Linked DNA regions of Mus musculus: regions 1 and 2 are each linked to region 3. A link is a contact called in public HiChIP or PLAC-seq data. All regions are on one chromosome and are shown on one strand. The core of a region is the stretch at or near the end of the contact, and the rest is flanking DNA. Distances in the headings are between cores, read along the strand shown. Region 1 overlaps Fnip2 (folliculin interacting protein 2). Region 2 overlaps Fnip2 (folliculin interacting protein 2). Region 3 has its middle 16 kb from the start of Rapgef2.

Evidence for each region. HiChIP or PLAC-seq counts read pairs in DNA pulled down with a chosen protein or histone mark.
Region 1: a contact with region 3 is called in an H3K27ac HiChIP or PLAC-seq map of microglia, with 4 times the contacts expected there. The contact joins two enhancer-like sites. A contact is called at or near these places in 2 of 115 datasets of contacts at active chromatin or transcription factors (T-cell acute lymphoblastic leukemia and microglia) and 3 of 9 other capture datasets (adipose tissue, embryonic stem cells and pancreatic islet).
Region 2: a contact with region 3 is called in an H3K4me3 HiChIP or PLAC-seq map of bone marrow-derived macrophages, with 4 times the contacts expected there. The contact joins two enhancer-like sites. A contact is called at or near these places in 5 of 115 datasets of contacts at active chromatin or transcription factors (the HPC-7 cell line, bone marrow-derived dendritic cells, bone marrow-derived macrophages and 1 more) and 2 of 9 other capture datasets (adipose tissue and liver).

What each region holds. Positions count from the first base shown.
Region 1 is chr3:79,489,673-79,492,900 of GRCm38.p6, forward strand. Fnip2 (folliculin interacting protein 2) reads right to left here. Exons shown (of 17, transcript NM_001162999.2): 10 at 3,160-3,228. Among named protein-coding and RNA genes, the nearest start is that of Gm36442, 21 kb to the right of the region's middle. Within about 2 kb of position 1,484, at least 35 of the 459 cell types and tissues checked have an H3K27ac peak or open chromatin away from gene starts, as enhancers often do. A contact at or near this core is called in microglia, where this site is marked.
Region 2 is chr3:79,537,890-79,541,334 of GRCm38.p6, forward strand. The region is part of intron 1 of Fnip2 (folliculin interacting protein 2); the gene reads right to left. Among named protein-coding and RNA genes, the nearest start is that of Gm36442, 28 kb to the left of the region's middle. Within about 2 kb of position 1,457, at least 51 of the 459 cell types and tissues checked have an H3K27ac peak or open chromatin away from gene starts, as enhancers often do. A contact at or near this core is called in bone marrow-derived macrophages, liver and pancreatic cancer cells, where this site is marked.
Region 3 is chr3:79,160,124-79,163,785 of GRCm38.p6, forward strand. It overlaps a transcript of Rapgef2 not described here. Among named protein-coding and RNA genes, the nearest start is that of Rapgef2, 16 kb to the left of the region's middle. Within about 2 kb of position 1,493, at least 237 of the 459 cell types and tissues checked have an H3K27ac peak or open chromatin away from gene starts, as enhancers often do. A contact at or near this core is called in bone marrow-derived macrophages, liver, microglia and 1 more, where this site is marked.

The sequences.
Region 1 (3,228 bases), core at 234-2,733, 330 kb after region 3:
AGAGAAAAAGCACACCATCCCTAACATAAAAACATTCATTTAGAAAATAATGTACGAGGGTGTAGTACCCATCTATCATGCTTATGGCTCTGTGCTTGATCTCAAACACTGCATACACACACACACACACACACACACACTCTCTCTCTCTCTCTCACTCACACACATACACACACACACACACACACTCTCTCTCTCTCTCACTCACACACACACACACACACACACACACACACTCTCTCTCTCTCTCTCACTCACACACACACACACACACACACACACACACAATAAAAAAGGTTAAAAAATTCAGTGTCCTTTTTCAGAATTTATAATCATTTTTGAAATCTATTTTTAAATGTATGCATACAAGCTTAGAAGCCGCACAGGTTTCTAGGACATCACACAGTCATTTGTAGGTGTTTTTGTGGTGGTGAGAATCCAATCCTGGTCTCTTTGCATGCCATACAAGCACTCAATCACCGAGTTACATTCTCAGCTCCACACAGCATTCTCATGGTAAAGAAATACAGATCAAGAGCTGGGCATACCAGTAATCCCAGCACGGAAGAGACAGGCAGGAGGCCTGAGTGTGAGTGTGAGTCAGCCAGCTACACAGTAAGACTCCATCTAGAATAGGTGGGTGGGGCACACACAGATACGCAGGACAGAGAAAGCACGTGCTAGGTTGAAAATGAGACTGCTAGGTGACTCAACTCTACTGATTTCTTGTTAACGTGCTGGCTTTCTAAATCAAACACCTATCTTGTTTTAGATAAGAATTACACAATGGCTCCTCCTCACTAGCATATGCCAACTTCTAATGCAGATATGTACATACTTAATGGTACGGTGAGGATGGGGCAGGCTCTGTTTTAAGCTACATGGCTCCCACATGTAAAAACTTACTCAGACTCTCCACGGCATAAAAAGGAAATTCAGCCCTGAATGAGTAACACAGATCTCTCCCAAATCAAGATGGAGCAGGCATACTCAGACTAAACTATGTAGCTGGGTACCGAAAGTGATCAGGACAGAACACAAACCTACCTTGGCAAAACCGGGAAACAAAAAAACTCCACACTCTCAAAGATAGCATTTACTGAGTTAAGAAGCTATGACTCCATAACTGGACACAATGCAGGGATCAAAAGATGCGGGGGACCCCATCCTCAATGAGTCAATCTACATCACAGCTGTCCACATGTGGCTCTGGGGAAGTTACAGAGCAGGGGTGGAAAGACTGCAAGTGCCCAAATACCAGAGATAGTGAAACAGTCTCTTCTAGAAATGGCCACATAAACAAGGGCAGAGCAACGGCAATATACATGGACATATTAACACTAGTGAGAAAAATGTATCCTGGGGTCCCACCCCAAACTAAACACCGTAGGCAACTAGTGACTGCTGGGAGAGGGAGAGTTAGCCTCCTCTTCTAGTGATGAGTCAGTCTCCTTATTGTTTGTCCACTGCAGAGTGGTCATCCCTGAAACCATCTACACAAGAGCAAACTCAGCAAGCCGTATTTCTCTATTTGTGCATATAGGCATGTAACAGCAGCAGTCTATCATCGTAAGAGTGTAGGGGTGAGAAAGACACATGAGAGGGGTTATCAAGAGAGTACATGGGAGGGGACAAAGTGATAGCATTCTATTTCAATTAAAAACATATCTGTACAAACAATAGCAGTGAAGATGATTATAGTAGCAAGGCATAGGATTTACCTACAAAATTTATGTCTCAGCTGGGTGTGGTTACACACGACTTTAATCCCAGCATTTGGTAGGCAGAGGCAGGTGGATCTCTGTGAGTTCGAGGATAGCTTGGTCTACACACTGAGTTCCAGGACAACCAGGGATACGCACTGAAAATGTGTCTCAAAAACCAACCAACCAACCGACCAACCAAAATAATACTAGTACATTATTTTGTCTGTTCCTGGAAGGGCTCACTGTCTAACTGTAAAAGTCCTCTATAGACACAATTTCTGGTTCTTTATTTTCAGGTTTTCACCTCTGAAAGATTAGTAGTGTGATTAGATTAGCATCCAGACACTCAAGCACAAGTCAGCTCCGAATGTCGCCACAGCAGGATGACACTGCTGCCCTCAATGAAGACAGCTTACTCAACACCTTCAAGGCACTCATCACATGATCAACATAAACAGTTCCTTATCTACAGCTGGAGGTCGGAAGCTGTAGTCATTTTACTTCAAGCAGCATTGAGCTCATCAGCAAGAAATGTTCTAACATTCTAGGAACTGCAATGTTTTTAACCCCTCAGCTATTTGCCACACTGCTTTTCAGTGAGACTCCATTCCCTGTTAAGAGACTGGCTCTGAGGAACTCAGATGAGCATGGGGGGGGGGGACCCCATCTGATAGCAGATCACCCTGCTAACCACACTTTGGGCAAGGGGTATAGAAAACCAGTGCTCATTCACAACAACTGGTGGAGCTCTGGATTAGTTAGAAACTGCTTTCAGTATCTGAGAAGGGACATCATTCGATTCACTATCCAGACCAGGGCGTGTACCACAGGCTCCCATGTGCACTAGATGTGCCCTGGCTAGGTCTCTACAACATGCACATATTTTCTTCATTCGTTCAGGGCACAGGCAGCACCACACACTTGGACCCCAGTTTTAACATTTGTACAAAGGATAAAAAGGCTTTGCCTTCAAAGTTTAATGGGACAACAGATATAAGATCATGAAACTGATTACAAGACATCTTTAAAATTAGTGTTCAGTTCATTCTGATGAAAACGATCCCATTATGCCAGACGTGGTAATGCACACTTTAATCCCAGCACTCAGGTGGCAGAAGCAGGAGGATCTCTGTGAGTTTGAAGCCAGCTCAGTCTAATAGGCAGTTCCAGGCCAGCCAGGACTACATAGTGAGACCCCCACTTTAAAATAAACACAAAACAACAACCCCACCCCAAGAACACAACAAACAAAAAAACTGACCCCATTAAGAACTGTCAGGCACAGAGAGAGTTATTACTCAATGTTTGGCTTTACGTACCCTGCTCTCATGGGTAGCGACACTAAGATGACTAAATATGGCCAGTCCCCCAACTCTTTTAAGACATAGACTCATGACAGTTGGTCATACTACTGCTCATCACTTCCTGTTGGATTTCCAACCTTGAACTTTACCTGAATTCTCCCAGTGCTTCCATCAGACGGCTCACATAGAACTGGACTCGGAGACTTGATTCAGAGATC
Region 2 (3,445 bases), core at 207-2,706, 380 kb after region 3:
CCTTGAATCCTTTGCCACTTAGAATGTTTGGATTCTAAGTTAGCTCTGAGGACAAGGCCCCAGTCATATGCTCTGTGGGTGACTGAGTCTCTTATCAGACACCTTGCCATGAACCCTGCCCTGCTCACCTGTAAACATCCCCTGTGCAGGAGCCAAGTACACCATGGGATGGATGTCCATCCTGCTGCCACTTGACTGCCCAGCCTGGCACTCAGCTAGGTGGGTAGGGTGCAGGCTCTCACTGCTCTTCTTTAATGCTAAGGAGCAAAACAATCCACACGGGGAAAACACTGCTTAATTATAAACATGTTGTGTGTGTGCCTGCAGGTGTGGTGGAGTACTGTGCCTGGAGGTCAGAACTGGTTCTATACTTCTACCATATGGGATCGAACCTGGGTCCTCAGGCTCAGTGGCAAGTGTCTTTACCCTCTGAAGCATCTCACTCTCTTGGGAAAATTTTAAACTATTCACATTACCTTTTAAAAAATGCTATTCAAAGGTTATCTGAGGAAGTGGCTGCCTGCTGACAGCACAGAAAGAGGGGAGGCGAGAAGGTTGCAGGGGTTCCCCAGCCTATGAGTCAAACAGTAGCCCTGATAAGAGCTGTGATAAAATGTAGTTGTAACAAGAGAAAGCAATAGGAGGTTGTCCCATGCCTGTAGTCTCACTGTCCTAAGGGGCACTGTCTGAGAAAAATAACTAGCTCTCTCTGCAAGCATTAAGATAAGACTTTCGGGCTGGAGAGTTGGCTCAACCGTTAAGAGCACTGACTGCTCTTCCAAGATCCTGAGGTCAATTCCCAGCAACCACATGGTAGCTTACAACCATCTGTAATGGGATCTGATGCCCTCTTCTGGTGTGTCTGAAGACAGCTACAGCGTACTTATATAAATAAAATAAATTTTTAAAAAAGATAGTCTTTCAATGTTTTGTTTGTTTTTTTAGTTTTTGCTTTTTTTCCTATGAGGTCCAGTATCAGAGACCTCAAATACAGTCTTTCTTTCTTATGTATAATGTTGTAGCTGATTCCTCTGTTTGGGTAAAATTAATGACAGCCATACTTAATTTAAGATTATCAACAGTTACATGACTAAAGAGACAGCTCTGTGGTTATAAGCACTTGCTCTCATAAAAGACCCACACGGTGGCTCACAACCATTCACAATTCCAACTTCAGGGGATTCAATGTCCTCCTCTGCCTTCCGAAGGCACCAGGCACACACATGATGCACATACATACATTTGAGCAAAACACTCATACACATTAAATATATATTAAAAAAAAGGTTATCAACCATCGGAAAACATTAGCAACAAGCATTACATAACTTTTAAAATTTAACTCTGATGTCTGCAGGTTGTCACCAGATTTGGACCTTAGTAAAGGCATCAATAGTCCAGTCCTATTTAGAACTTTGGAAGCTAAGCTATTGTTGGATTGAGGCCATCACGTCTGAAATCATTCACAGGTCTCTCATTTCCTAAAAATCATATGAGCAGAGCACACAGTTGCAAGCAGAGGTATCTGGAACTCTGAAGAGCATTTGTAGACATTCTTTTCTTGGGGGGCAGGGGGGAACGACCAGCACCTTATATACCCCAGGCTGTCCTCAAATGTTCTATGTAGCCAAGGATGACTCTGAATTTTCTGATCCTTATGCCTCCCTCTCCTCAATACAGGTATGTACTGCCATGTGCTGCCATGGTCAACACTAAATTATTCTTACCAGAATCTTATCATCTGGAGAAAATAGGTTTGGAAATGGACTTACACAAGAATTTTTCAGAACCCCTGCTTCTCTTTTATTTGGATGTAAAGCTATAACAATTAACTTCTCCACAAATCCTTTGCACCCTGTAGCTCCTTACAGAGCATGCACTGCAGAGAGCTATATATGGCCAGGGTCATAAGACATGCAGCACCCAGAAGCCTCATTTCACATGCTCTAACCACAGCTAAGTTTTAGCCATGTTGGATCAGCAGGGAGGACCTCTGTGGTAAGCCTTATTTTTCACAATCCTCTGTACTTCCTCATATGTCTTGTGCTCCACACACCTGGCCCACATTAGATCTGTTCCTGAGTCTCCCTGAAAAAGAGACTTTTTGTGGAAAGGCCTCTCTTACATTTTTAACTTGGGGGCAGGGATAGCACTCAGGGTGTTGCCGGAGCTAGAGCTCCAGCGCTGAACTCTGAGGGTGTTTGGGTGTTTTATTTAGTGCTTGTTTTTCTTCTGGCTTTTGGAGGCAAGATCTCATATATCCCAGACCAGCCTCGAGCAAGGATGACCTGAATGCATGATCCCGCACCATCCACCTCTCAAGTGCTAAGCAGCTATGTGCCAAAAATATGCACTAAGTTTTGGTATAGGGGCTCACTATGTTATACTGGCTAGTTTCGTGTCAACTTGACACAGCTGGAGTTATCAGAGAGAAAGGAGCTTCAGTTGAGGAAATGCCTCCATGAGATCCAACTGTAAGGCATTTTCTCAATTAGTGATCAAGAGGGAAAGGCCCCTTGTGGATGGGACCATCTCTGGGCTGATAGTCTTGGTTCTATAAGAGAACAGGCTGAGCAAGCCAGTAAAGAACATCCCTCCATGGCCTCTGCATCAGCTCCTGCTTCCTGACCTGCTTAAGCTCCAGTCCTGACTTCCTTGGTGATGAACAGCAGTATGGAATTGTAAGCTGAATAAACCCTTTCCTCCCCAACTTGCTTCTTGGTCATGATGTTTGTGCAGGAATAGAAACCCTGACTAAGACAAATTGGTACCAGCAGAGTGGGGTATTCCTGTGACAACCTGACCATGTTTTGGGGAGGACTGTGGAAGGACTTTGGAACTTTGGGCTAGAGGATCCATTTGGTGTTAAAAGGGCTCTGTGGGATGTTGTATAGGAGCTTGGAAGATAATGCTGAGAACAGTGCAGAAGATGGAGGCCTGGCTTGTGAAATTTCAAGGGAAGATTAAAGACGCTTTTCAGGGCCATTGCTGTTTTGATTGTGAAGATTCTGTGGTTCTGGTTAGCTGAGGCTGAAGAATCAGCTGTGATTAACAAGATACCAGAACCACTAGAGTGAAGCCTTTGCATTACTGGGACTATTGATGCTGGTTAGCTGGAGCTAAGAAATTAGCCGTGATTAAGAAGAGACCAGCATCACTGAGGTGACATCTTCTGAGAAGTGTTTTAGGAGAGCACAGAGGCCAAGGTTGTACCTTGGGCTGTGGCTGGACTTAGTAATGTGTAAGAGTTACCCAGGTGGTACTGGTTTTGAAGGCATGAAGGGGTCACGCAAAGCAGCTGAGGCTCGGCACCGTGAGAGGTCAGGGAAGGCCATTGGTGAAGGTGCAGCCTCAGTTGCAATTGATGGCCCAGGACTGAAGGGGTCATGCAAAGGAGTTGAGGCTTGGCACCATGAAGAGAGCCTATGAGAGGCTATTGTTGAAG
Region 3 (3,662 bases), core at 243-2,742:
ATAGCAAATCACCCTCTGTCTAAAAGCTTCCCTTGGTATTCCCCAAAGTTCTGATGATTTCCAGAACTTCTGTTAAGGCCTAGTTTCAAACTTCTTACAGTAAGTACAAACAAAGATAACCAGTGAAAGGGAAATGTTGCCTTTTGAGGTTTGCCCATTCTTCAACACTCAAAAGACCTTCCGGACTGATCTGAAGCTAACTTTCGACCACTGCTGTCCTGTCTCCTTCTACACCCTCCAATCCTCAGCATCTGAATCAGCCCTCCTTATTCAAACCATCAATTCCCATTTCAGGGCCACTTGATCTTTCCCTCTACTTTAGGAAACATCACACCCACCTGTGCACCAGCTGAGCACATACAATCCACACAGAATTGCATTAACATAAACGACTGCCCACCCCCTCTACCATTCTCCCCGCAGATCCCTATATTTTTAGCCTATGAGAAATGCTATGATCAGAGAACATATAAAAAAATGTGTAAGTTCCTATCAGTTCAAAAATCTACTGACTTACTTAATATTACCAAGATGTCTGCTTAAAAACCATTAAGATTGTAAATGTAATGCTACATGCTGTTTGTGTTTGTTTTAACCAAGAAAAGACCTTTGGAAAAGACTTCAGACGATTGTATTATATAAAACATAACTCAATAAAGTTATTAAAAATAATGTATTGGAAGCTTGCTCCTAATCAGTTAAAAACACATAGATATAACTGACAGTCACTAAATCTTTCAAGAATAAGGAGGATTTTTTTATATATAGTGATACATATTTATATACATATTCATTACACTGGTATGCAGATCACTTAATGTTTTAAAATCATGCTTATATAAATAACTAAACCATTTCCTTTCACAAATGCCTTAAAATCTAGCATGTGCACATTCCATTAGATGCTAGCACGTCACCCAGAGGGTTACAAGATCATCTGATGATCACTGCTGTTTTCACACTGGATTTCAATCTCAGAACATTTCTCATTACTCATTATCATGCATAGTTAAGACAGACTGTTTGCAACGGATAACCATTCTAACAAGACCCTTTCAGCACTGATTAAAGATAAAAAAGTTGGTATGTCCAAAGAGAAGAGCTTGTAAGACATCATGCTAGAAACAGGGCGGGGTGGAGGGGCACATGAGGGAAGCTGAAGCTGGCAGACAGGAAAGGGATCTTTGCTGTTGCAACACAAAGCAAAATTTCAGTTAACTGTATTTAAAACACATACAGGCAGAGAGAGAGAGAGAGAGAGAGAGAGAGCGCAAAACACACTACCCATGGTCACAGTCAGAAGCAGGACAAAGTGGCACTGATCTTTTTGACAGACAAATTGCTTGAAATATTGCATGACTTGCTACACAGCACTGTTATTACTTTCAACTGAAAGATAGGTCCAATTATGACATCAATACAAGCTCTCTTTCAGATTGGAATGAAAGAACAGTAAATCCCAGTGGACAGCGGAGTTCTCTAGCAGAGATGATGTAATATACAAAAATAGACATCCTCCGGCAGAAGCTGAAACTTGGGTAAACAGCACACTGCATGCTATTCTCAACTGCCTTGCATGAATTTGCAATACGTGCTGTTAATAGCGTGAAAGAAATCGTTTTACGCTTTAAATTGTCTCATGATTTACATTTCAATGTCTACCTATGCTCTATAGTTTAATTTCTTAATCCATACTAATGAAATTAACGTAAGACCTGATTCTAACTGCAAAAAAGAGAAAAGGTCCCTCCCTTAAAGCAAGGAGAGCCACAGAGACGCTGCAGCTCGAACAGGCTGCAGTTTGCCAGAAATTGCAGCACAAGGTTCAGTAGCATTTTCTCCACCTATTGTTTGGAGACCTTGCTGTCAGAACGTTCCTGAAGGATTTACAATACAGCATGATCTGGGTGAAGAGGAGCCAGCTAACCTACTGACAAGGAGTATGCAAAGGATACTTCCTACACTCTCAAAAAACACTAGTGAAATCCAAAGCAGCCATCCACAAGCACGAAACTCACAGCAACCTTGATAGGGTGTGGCTGTCACTAACCTTCTCCCCACACCCTTTTCTCATTCTTCATTATCAGCTCAGCTTTCATGTTTTTATTGAGCTGTCTAGCACTAAAGGATAATCTGCTTTGGCCTGGGGATGTGGTCAGCTTGTGGAATGCTTGCTGAGCATAAATGATACCCTGGATGTGAGCCCTAGTGCTGCAGAAACTGGGCATGGCGGAACATTCCAGGGATCGCAGGGTTTGGGCACTGAAGGCAGGAGGATCAGAAGTTGAAGGTGATCTACAAGAGCAGTTACAAACCACTCTGGGAGAGAAACTCTTGACTAAACAAAACCCTAAACAAACAAAAGACAACGCCTTGTGTCATTTTTCAAACTAATCTAAATCAAACTATGGCTGGAACATTTTCACTTATATATGGCAAACATAATACATACATATATGCATACATACATACATATGGGACATTTTCACTTATATATGGTGAATACACACACACACACACACACACACACAGAGTTATATATGTACTGCCCACTAAAAATTACTAGTCAGAAAGCACTATCATCAGCTAAGCCAATTTAAAATGAATGAATGGTACTTTAAAGTTTTATTCTTGTCACCTACCTATTTTCTTTTTTCAAGATTTATTTATGTGTATCAGTGTTTTGCTTGTGGGTATGTCTATGCACTACATGTGTGCCTGGTGCCCCCAGAGGACAGAAGAGTGTCTGAGATACCTTGGAACTGGAGTAGTAGGTGGCCATGAGCTGTCTGTCCTGTGATTGCTGGGAGACAAAACTGGGGGCTCTGCAGGTTGCGCTCCTCACCACTGAGCTCTCTCCAGCCCCTATTTCCACTTTCTTCCACTTGAATCCTCACCCTGAGTTCTTATCTCAGCTGTCAAGTTCAAATGCTGTTGCTACTCCTAGAGCTTAAGGAGGACCTAAGGCCATCCCAATTCCAGCTCGGAGTAGATAAGATAAATTTATCAAAATGTGACCTTTGAGAAGGGCTGGTGCTTGCCTTTAATCCCAGCACTCAGCAGACAGGGGCAGGTGGATCTCTGAGTTCGAGGCCAGCCTGGTCTACAGAGGGAGTTTCAGGACAGCCAGGCTACACAGAGAAACCCTGTCTCAAAACGAAGCAAACAAGAAGTGAAGCCCCATGCATGTGTCATGACCTCCTCTTTGCCCGCTCTGGATTTCCCCACAACTTTAGTCTTTGAGCAAATGGAATTACAGGTGTGAACTGCTTCTCCTGGGGTTGTGATGTGACATGACAGCTGATCAGAAAGCCATTCCTGACTCTTTTAAACTTGCCCAGTACACTGAATCTGTAGACTGCTTTCGGCAGGATGGCCATTTTTACTATATTAATCCTGCCAATCCACGAGCATGGGAAATCTTTCCATCTTTTGAGATCTTCTTCTATTTCTTTCTTCAGAGACTTGGAGTTCTTGTCATACAGATCTTTCACTTGCTTAGTTAAAATCAGGTATGTAATATTATTTGTGACTATTTGCAAATTCGTTTAGAACAACAAAAAACCCAGGACAGTGAAAGCTATTCTCAACAATAAAAGGACTTCTGGGGGAATCACCATCCCTGACTTCAAGCTGTATTACAGAGCAATAGTGGGAAAAAA